Regions from separate parts of the Zea mays genome. Here region 2 is linked to region 1. A link is a contact called in public Hi-C data. All regions are on one chromosome and are shown on one strand. Each heading gives the region's core, a stretch centred on a gene start, on an enhancer-like site or on the middle of the called end of the contact. The rest is flanking DNA. Distances are from core to core; before and after follow the strand shown.

What was found. Hi-C and Micro-C count contacts between places; a contact is called where the count stands out from the background.
Region 2: a contact with region 1 is called in a Hi-C map of ear, with 2.5 times the contacts expected there. The contact joins the promoter of LOC100280494 here to the promoter of LOC100304391 in region 1. A contact is called at or near these places in 5 of 25 Hi-C or Micro-C datasets (bundle sheath, ear, leaf and 1 more).

What each region holds. Positions count from the first base shown.
Region 1 is chr1:56,400,364-56,403,554 of Zm-B73-REFERENCE-NAM-5.0, forward strand. LOC100304391 reads left to right here and starts at 1,838. Exons shown (of 10, transcript NM_001361417.1): 1 at 1,838-2,413. The coding sequence starts at 2,216.
Region 2 is chr1:56,681,911-56,685,401 of Zm-B73-REFERENCE-NAM-5.0, forward strand. It overlaps LOC100280494, which reads left to right and starts at 2,082. Exons shown (of 2, transcript NM_001139021.3): 1 at 2,082-2,289; 2 at 2,924-3,491. The coding sequence starts at 3,254.

The sequences.
Region 1 (3,191 bases), core at 588-3,087:
GACCCCAGGGCTCGGACTCCGCCCTGGCCTCTGCCGACGACCTCCGCCTCGCGACCCAGGGGCTCGGACTCGGCCTCGGCCATGGGAGACAGACTCGACCTCGGCTTCGGAGGAGCCTCCACATCGCCCAGCCTAGGGCGCAGGCCAGCCACGTCAACGGGAAGCGCCATCACCACCCTACCCCAAGCTGACTCGGGCCGCAGGGAACAAGACCGGTGTCCCATCTGGCCAGCTCCGCCAGACAGGCAATGATGGCGCCCCGCACGCTCTGTGACGACGGCGGCTCCCAGCTCTCTTACGGAAGCAGGTGGACGTCAGCAAGGACTCGACCGCTCCAACAGCTGTCCCTCCGCCAGGCACCGTCGCTCCTCCGACGGCCACGACATCACACCAGCAGGGTGCCAAGATCTCTCCGGCTGCCACATTGGCATGTACTTAGGGCGTCAGCTCTCCCCCGCTAGACACGTAGCACTCTGCTACACCCCCATTGTACACCTGGATCATCTCCTTACGCCTATAAAAGGAAGGACCAGGGCCCTCCTAGAGAGGGTTGGCCGCGCGGGACGAGGACGGGACAGGCGCTCTCTTGGGGCCGCTCGCTTCCCTCACCCGCGTGGACGCTTGTAACCCCCTACTGCAAGCGCACCCGACCTGGGCGCGGGACGAACACGAAGGCCGCGGGATTCCCACCTCTCTCACGCCGGTCTCCGGCCGCCTCGCTCCTTTCCCCCCTTCGCGCTCGCCCACGCGCTCGACCCATCTGGGCTGGGGCACGCGACACTCACTCGTCGGCCTGAGGGACCCCCCGGTCTCGAAACGCCGACAAATTTAGTTGGCTCTTTTTACTTGCCTCATTAAGCGTAATATAAAGCTAGATCTTAAACAATTCGGAAGACTACTAGCATATAGCCTACTAACGCTACGATTCTAGAGATGGGAGGAGTAGATGATGACGGCAGCAACGCGGGGAAAGAGTTGATAACGGCGACGACGACATGAGCGAGAGGGGCGAGGGAGGCTAGGGTGACGACATGAGCGAGAGGGGCGGGGGTCACAGTGGGGAAAGAATGATAGGTGATCCAAGTAATGTATGTTCATTGGATTTGAGTAAGGGGGAGAATGTTATCGAGCTATCAAAACCATTGGTTTAGATGTTGCGTTAAATGTGGGTGCAATTGTTTGGTGGATTTAGTGAAGGTTATGAACGTAGGGATGATTTGGTTTGGTAAGTTTTGTAAAGTTTAAAGTAGGGATGTTTCTAAAACATAACTATAGATGAACATAAAATTTGAAGCTAATTGTAGCTATGTTATTAACAATATCACGAAGTACAAGAATAAATTTTTGTATAATTTTTTGTGTGCATTATTTTCTCCCTACATCAAAAACCGTGAAAAAACATTAGTATTTGTATCCGTATCCGAATTTTATATTAATTATTTAAAAACAAACTTAAGATTTACTTTTTATGAATATTAATAAACTCAATGCGAGAAACGAGACTATAAGTTTACATAGCCAAATCTATATGTTATTTGTTCACAATCGAAAAAAACTAAAAAATTAATATCCAAATAAAGATATAAATTGATCTCTAGTTTAAAAATGATGAATTATAGGTATAGATATAGATAACAACGATGACTTTCCTAATTGCTAAAGAAAAATAAAAAAAATCCTACCGGTCCAAATCACCGGTGCCACACCTCGCCAAGGCGGCACCATCCCAACGCGCACGCACACGCACACGCGAGCTCCTCTCAGACTCACACACACACTTATAAAATCCCAGATCCAGATAGGGACGGCCGTCAGGCCCAGGGACGAACCCTGCCCCACCACCACCGCCTCCGCCTCGTCGTCGTGGGGCGCTGGCGACGCGTTTGTTTTGTTCATCACACGCCCGCGGGTTTCCTGTTTCTTCTCTTCCCCCGGCCGCGCGCGTCCGACGCGGGGCAGCGAGCCAGCGACCACTCTCGCCTGCCTGCCTACCTACCCATCCCACACCCGCCTGGGGAAAATCAAAGCGCCGCCCTCGCACGCACTCGCGCTCCCCACTCCCCTCACCTCACTCCTCGTAACGGCTCGGCAAAACCCCCAGCACGCGGTCGACGAGACGAGAGCCGAGAAACAGTCCACTCCTCACTCCCGTTCCGTTTCGTTTCCCCAGTTCCGCATGGCCGCCGCGAGGTAGCGGCGCAGGCGCTCACCGGGGATGGCGGCCGGAGGGAGGGGCAAGCTGGCGCCGGCGGAAGTGGCGCCCGCGGCGTTTCCCTCGCGGGGCTTGGCGGTGGCGGGGGCCGCGGCGGGCGAGGTGGTGCGGCGCGTGAGGCCCACGGAGGCCTCCGAGCGCCGCCGCGCGGAGGTCGTCGACTACGCGCGGAGGCTCGTCGGCTCAGCGCTCGGATGCGAGGTGCGTTCGTCGCAGTGCGCTGCAGTGCAGCGCCGGGTCGCTCCCGTCCGCGCGCGCGGGGCGGTTCCGCGTTCTCTTTCGGTTGCCCTTGCTTGTGCAGTTGGGCTTGGGTGGGGTAATCGACTAGTCATGTTTCGTTCCGTAGATAAGTAAGGTTTCCGTATTCCTCTGCTGCCCCCTGGCATGTATGGGGATTCTCGTCCGGTTGTTTACCTCCAATCAGGAGCAGTTTTGTCTTCTTCACTTTGGTTTTGGCTTCATGGTTTGTTTAGTCTTGTTCCATCGCTTTCCAAGGGATTTGGCGCTTGATTATTCGTTTGGTTTGTACGGATCTGGATTAACTCGTAAACCATTTGCTCGCGGCGCGTCGTAATTGTTCTGTCTCGTTTTTTTTAAAAAAAAAGTCGTGCTACCCTTTACGTTGCCAGATTGGGGGGATCGCTTCTGTTTTCTATCTGTTATCGCATAGATCAACATTTTATGATAATTGTTCTCCATTAGACTCTGTTCTCGCATGGATCAATTTTTATGATAATTGTTCTCCATTACACTATCTGTTCTGCTGTGCAAAATTGTTTGGTTTCGCATGGACCAATGAACATAGGAATTGCTGGTGAGCTTTTCTGTGAAACTGTCTGTGAACTGTGCCCGATCTTTGGATTTTTTTTGTTTCCTCTTTAACTTTTTATAGCTTACGGACACGGGGCACGTTCTATCTTGCGTTCTTTTCTCGAGCAAACTCAAGAGGCGTTTCTGTGCTACTGTTGTTGATTAGAAA
Region 2 (3,491 bases), core at 832-3,331, 280 kb after region 1:
AAAAGACGGTTCTTAATTAAGAATAGAACTGCAATGCAGAGATCAGGGTCATGTTTGGTTCTTCTGCCATGCTTATCCAGTTGTCAATTGCTCCTGACGTCGTTGACAGACCACTAGACCCAGGCATGGTTATCCTTGCTTGATGGATTGCTGCTGCTGACAGATCCATTTATGTCGCCTTAGTTTGTTCTTAGTGTTTTGTTAGCTTTTGAGCGGAGGAAGAAGGAAAAAAAACAAACAAACTTGTCAGTGGCTAGCTCAGTGCCGCGCTTAGAAACCTGGATGTTTATCTGCATTTGGGCTTTGACGCTATCCTGACGCTCACAGCATGTAAAGTAAAGCAAACAGTGGATTTAGGAGGTGACACTAGAAAAGGAAACTGCAGCTTTTGCTACGGTGGCGGCGCTCGCAAGCCACAGTGGAGGAGGCTAAAAGGATGGAGAGGAAGAGCAACGACGGAGGAAGAAGGTTGCGAAAGGAACGATCGGGCACCGAGACGCGGAGCTGGGAGTGGGAGTGGCTGCGGTTGGGCGTCGCTATCATCTAGCTGAAAATATCTCGGCTGGCGGCCGCAGACCGAGCAGTCCCGCACGCGCTGATACGGGACCCAGTGCTGAGTGCGATGGCGACGGGATCGATGGATGCATGGTTCTTGTCCTATTAGGGCTTGTTCGTTTATTTTCAATCCATATGGATTGGAGGGGATTGATATGAATTGGAGGGGATTTTGACTTACTAGGGATTGAAACCCCCTCAATCTCCCTCAATCCATATGGATTGGGGTAGAACCGAACAAGCCCTAGTGGTCCTGTTTATTCGAGCTTTTTTTAAGATCAGACTGCTAAATGTATAGCTTTTTAGTACGCGTTCGTTTTATGAGAATCACATTAGTTAAAGCTACAGCTATGGACGTTTTTTTATCTCTTTCTGTTCATAATCTTTATGATACTTAGATTTTATCTATATTTAGAATTTTTTTTAACTAAATTATCAGAAAAGCTCATAAAAAAAAGAAGCTCAACATCCACCCTCGCTTTCCATTTCTACGCTGTCTATTTTCTCTTGGCAATTCCTTCGTACAACTTTTGGACTTGCTATTGAGCCCTTATCTTCTTATCTGCGAAAGTGCGAATCCCTCGTTTCGTCCTTTTTATTATTATTAACGTTTTCTCAATGCATATCGACTAGAGTAGACTATCTGTCTTGGCTGATAGGACGATTTCATCAGGGCAGCCGCCGGTAGTGTGTAAAATTAAACTAACCTCATCTTTATCCGTTGGCGCGTGCTGTGCTGCTAATGTTTCGTCCTGCTACTAGCATACTTTTCACCTCCTCCCGTACGTGATCGGGTGCTGGTACCTGCGAACGTACGTGTCTAATGAACGATAATCTCATAATCGTGCTATTGTATTACTGAGAGCAGGATTTGGTGGATTCGACACACGCCAAACTCGGTGGTGAAAACACACACACACACACAAAAATCATGGTTGAACTTTTGAAGTCTTCTTCAATCTCCGGATCAACATCCGAGTAGAGAATTCGTGAAGTAGAGAATAGAAACAATGGCGACATAGGCTTCAGTTCCCTCCACAGCTCCACTACTTTCCCTGTGCTGCCAAACTACTGGCTGAAAGAGGTGACGGTGGAGAAGCATCAACTCAGCAAACTTTCAGAGGAACCATGAACTGGCCATGTTCCCCTTCGGCAGATTTGCTCTGGTGTCTTGTTCCTTTCCCATTCCAGGCTCTAACTTATCATCTACAACATCTTTCGGACTTAGTTTTGACTTCCTGGTGATATTGTTTAGATAACAGCCAACAAGTTCAATCCCGCATCTGTTGGTTTTCATTTACCTTTTACTCAACGATTACCATTGATCAGTATAATCATCGGGTCGCTTCATATATACAGAAGACAAACGCTATGTGATATGCCTAACAATTTTATCCACTCCACTCACTGCCTAGTCCACTCCAATGTCCAATCGATGTTTCTGTTCTGATGGGCCCATGGCCAGTGGCTATGGTGAGTACTTACTGACCAACGAAACGAGAGGGAGCTCAGTCAGTGCCTCCTCGCCTATAAACAAGGGGCCGGGGTCTCTCTCCTACGGCGTGCGCATGCTTTGGCTTGGCAAACCCGATTGGATCTTCAGAGAAATCGCCATCCCCTCTCCCTCTTCTCGTGCCCATCGCTCCTCTACCCATTCTTACTTGAATCTTTTCTGACGAGGAAATCTGACTTCGGGAGCGGCTCCTCCGCGTTGCCTGGATCGCCCGGGATCAGGTACCAATTCGATCGATCTTGTTGCACCCAAGAACCTGTCTTATTAACATGGCTTTATTTGGATCTTTAGCTTCTGGGATTTGCATGTTTGCCTGCTTACATGTGATTCAGTCTCGCCGGCAGACTACTCGCACATGTAGGGTGAATATAATCCTACTCTTGGTTGGTTCTCAGTACACACGAACATACTCTTGCTGCAGCCTCTTGATTTAGACCTGGTTTGCACAGTACAGTACAGATCTACACAAACTGTTCTGTGCGATTACCGTCAACAGTTAGTTTGCACGCGACCTGCTGTGTTAATTAGAGATGTGTGAACATTAGAGCTGTCTAGTTGGATTTCCCTGTGATTTCAAATCAATCTACCTCTCGGTACATTAATGCATTATTTTTAAGAGTATATCATGGGTATTTTCTTTTCGTGGCCACGAAAAGATATGTTTTTTTTTGGGTCAAAGGCCCTAAAGTTTTTTCATATTCTTGTGAAAAGATCTTATTTCTTCTTCATGAACCAAAAGGAATACAAGAGGTAGTATTTATACGCACGGAAACATTTTCCTTGTCCATTTTAAAAGTTACATCTAGTTAATACTGAACTACTTCGTGTCTAAACATCTGTATTTTCCATTTGCAGTATTTTGCTTCCAGTCAGAGGTCCAAAATATCAAAGGGATGCAGAAAGATGTGGTTGCATGATGGAGTACCTTGCCTGGAAATTGGCAGGATACACAAACATAGTTGTACTTTACTTGATCTCGATGACATTGGACTGCAAATATATGCACAACAATTGCCTCATGCACACACACATAATGGGGCCGCGAGTTGTAGCTCAACCATCGTCTCTGGTTTCTTTCTAGGTGGAGATGGTTAAAATTGCTGGTCACTTATAATTACCAGCATCTTATACGTCATTGTTGTTCATCGCCAACTTATTCAAGTTTGAAAGTAGAACACTGAGAAGATGGCTGAGAAAGAGAATATTCTAATGCAGAGATATGAGATGGGAAAGTTACTTGGAAAAGGGAGTTTTGCCAAAGTTTACCATGCTCGCAATGTTAAGACTTCAGAAAGCGTTGCTATCAAGGTGATTGACAAAGATAAGATCAAGAAGTGTGGTCTTATGGATCAAATAATTCAAGAGATTTCGGTGATGAAGTTGGTAAAACATCCAAACATTGTCCAATTGTATGAGGTTATGG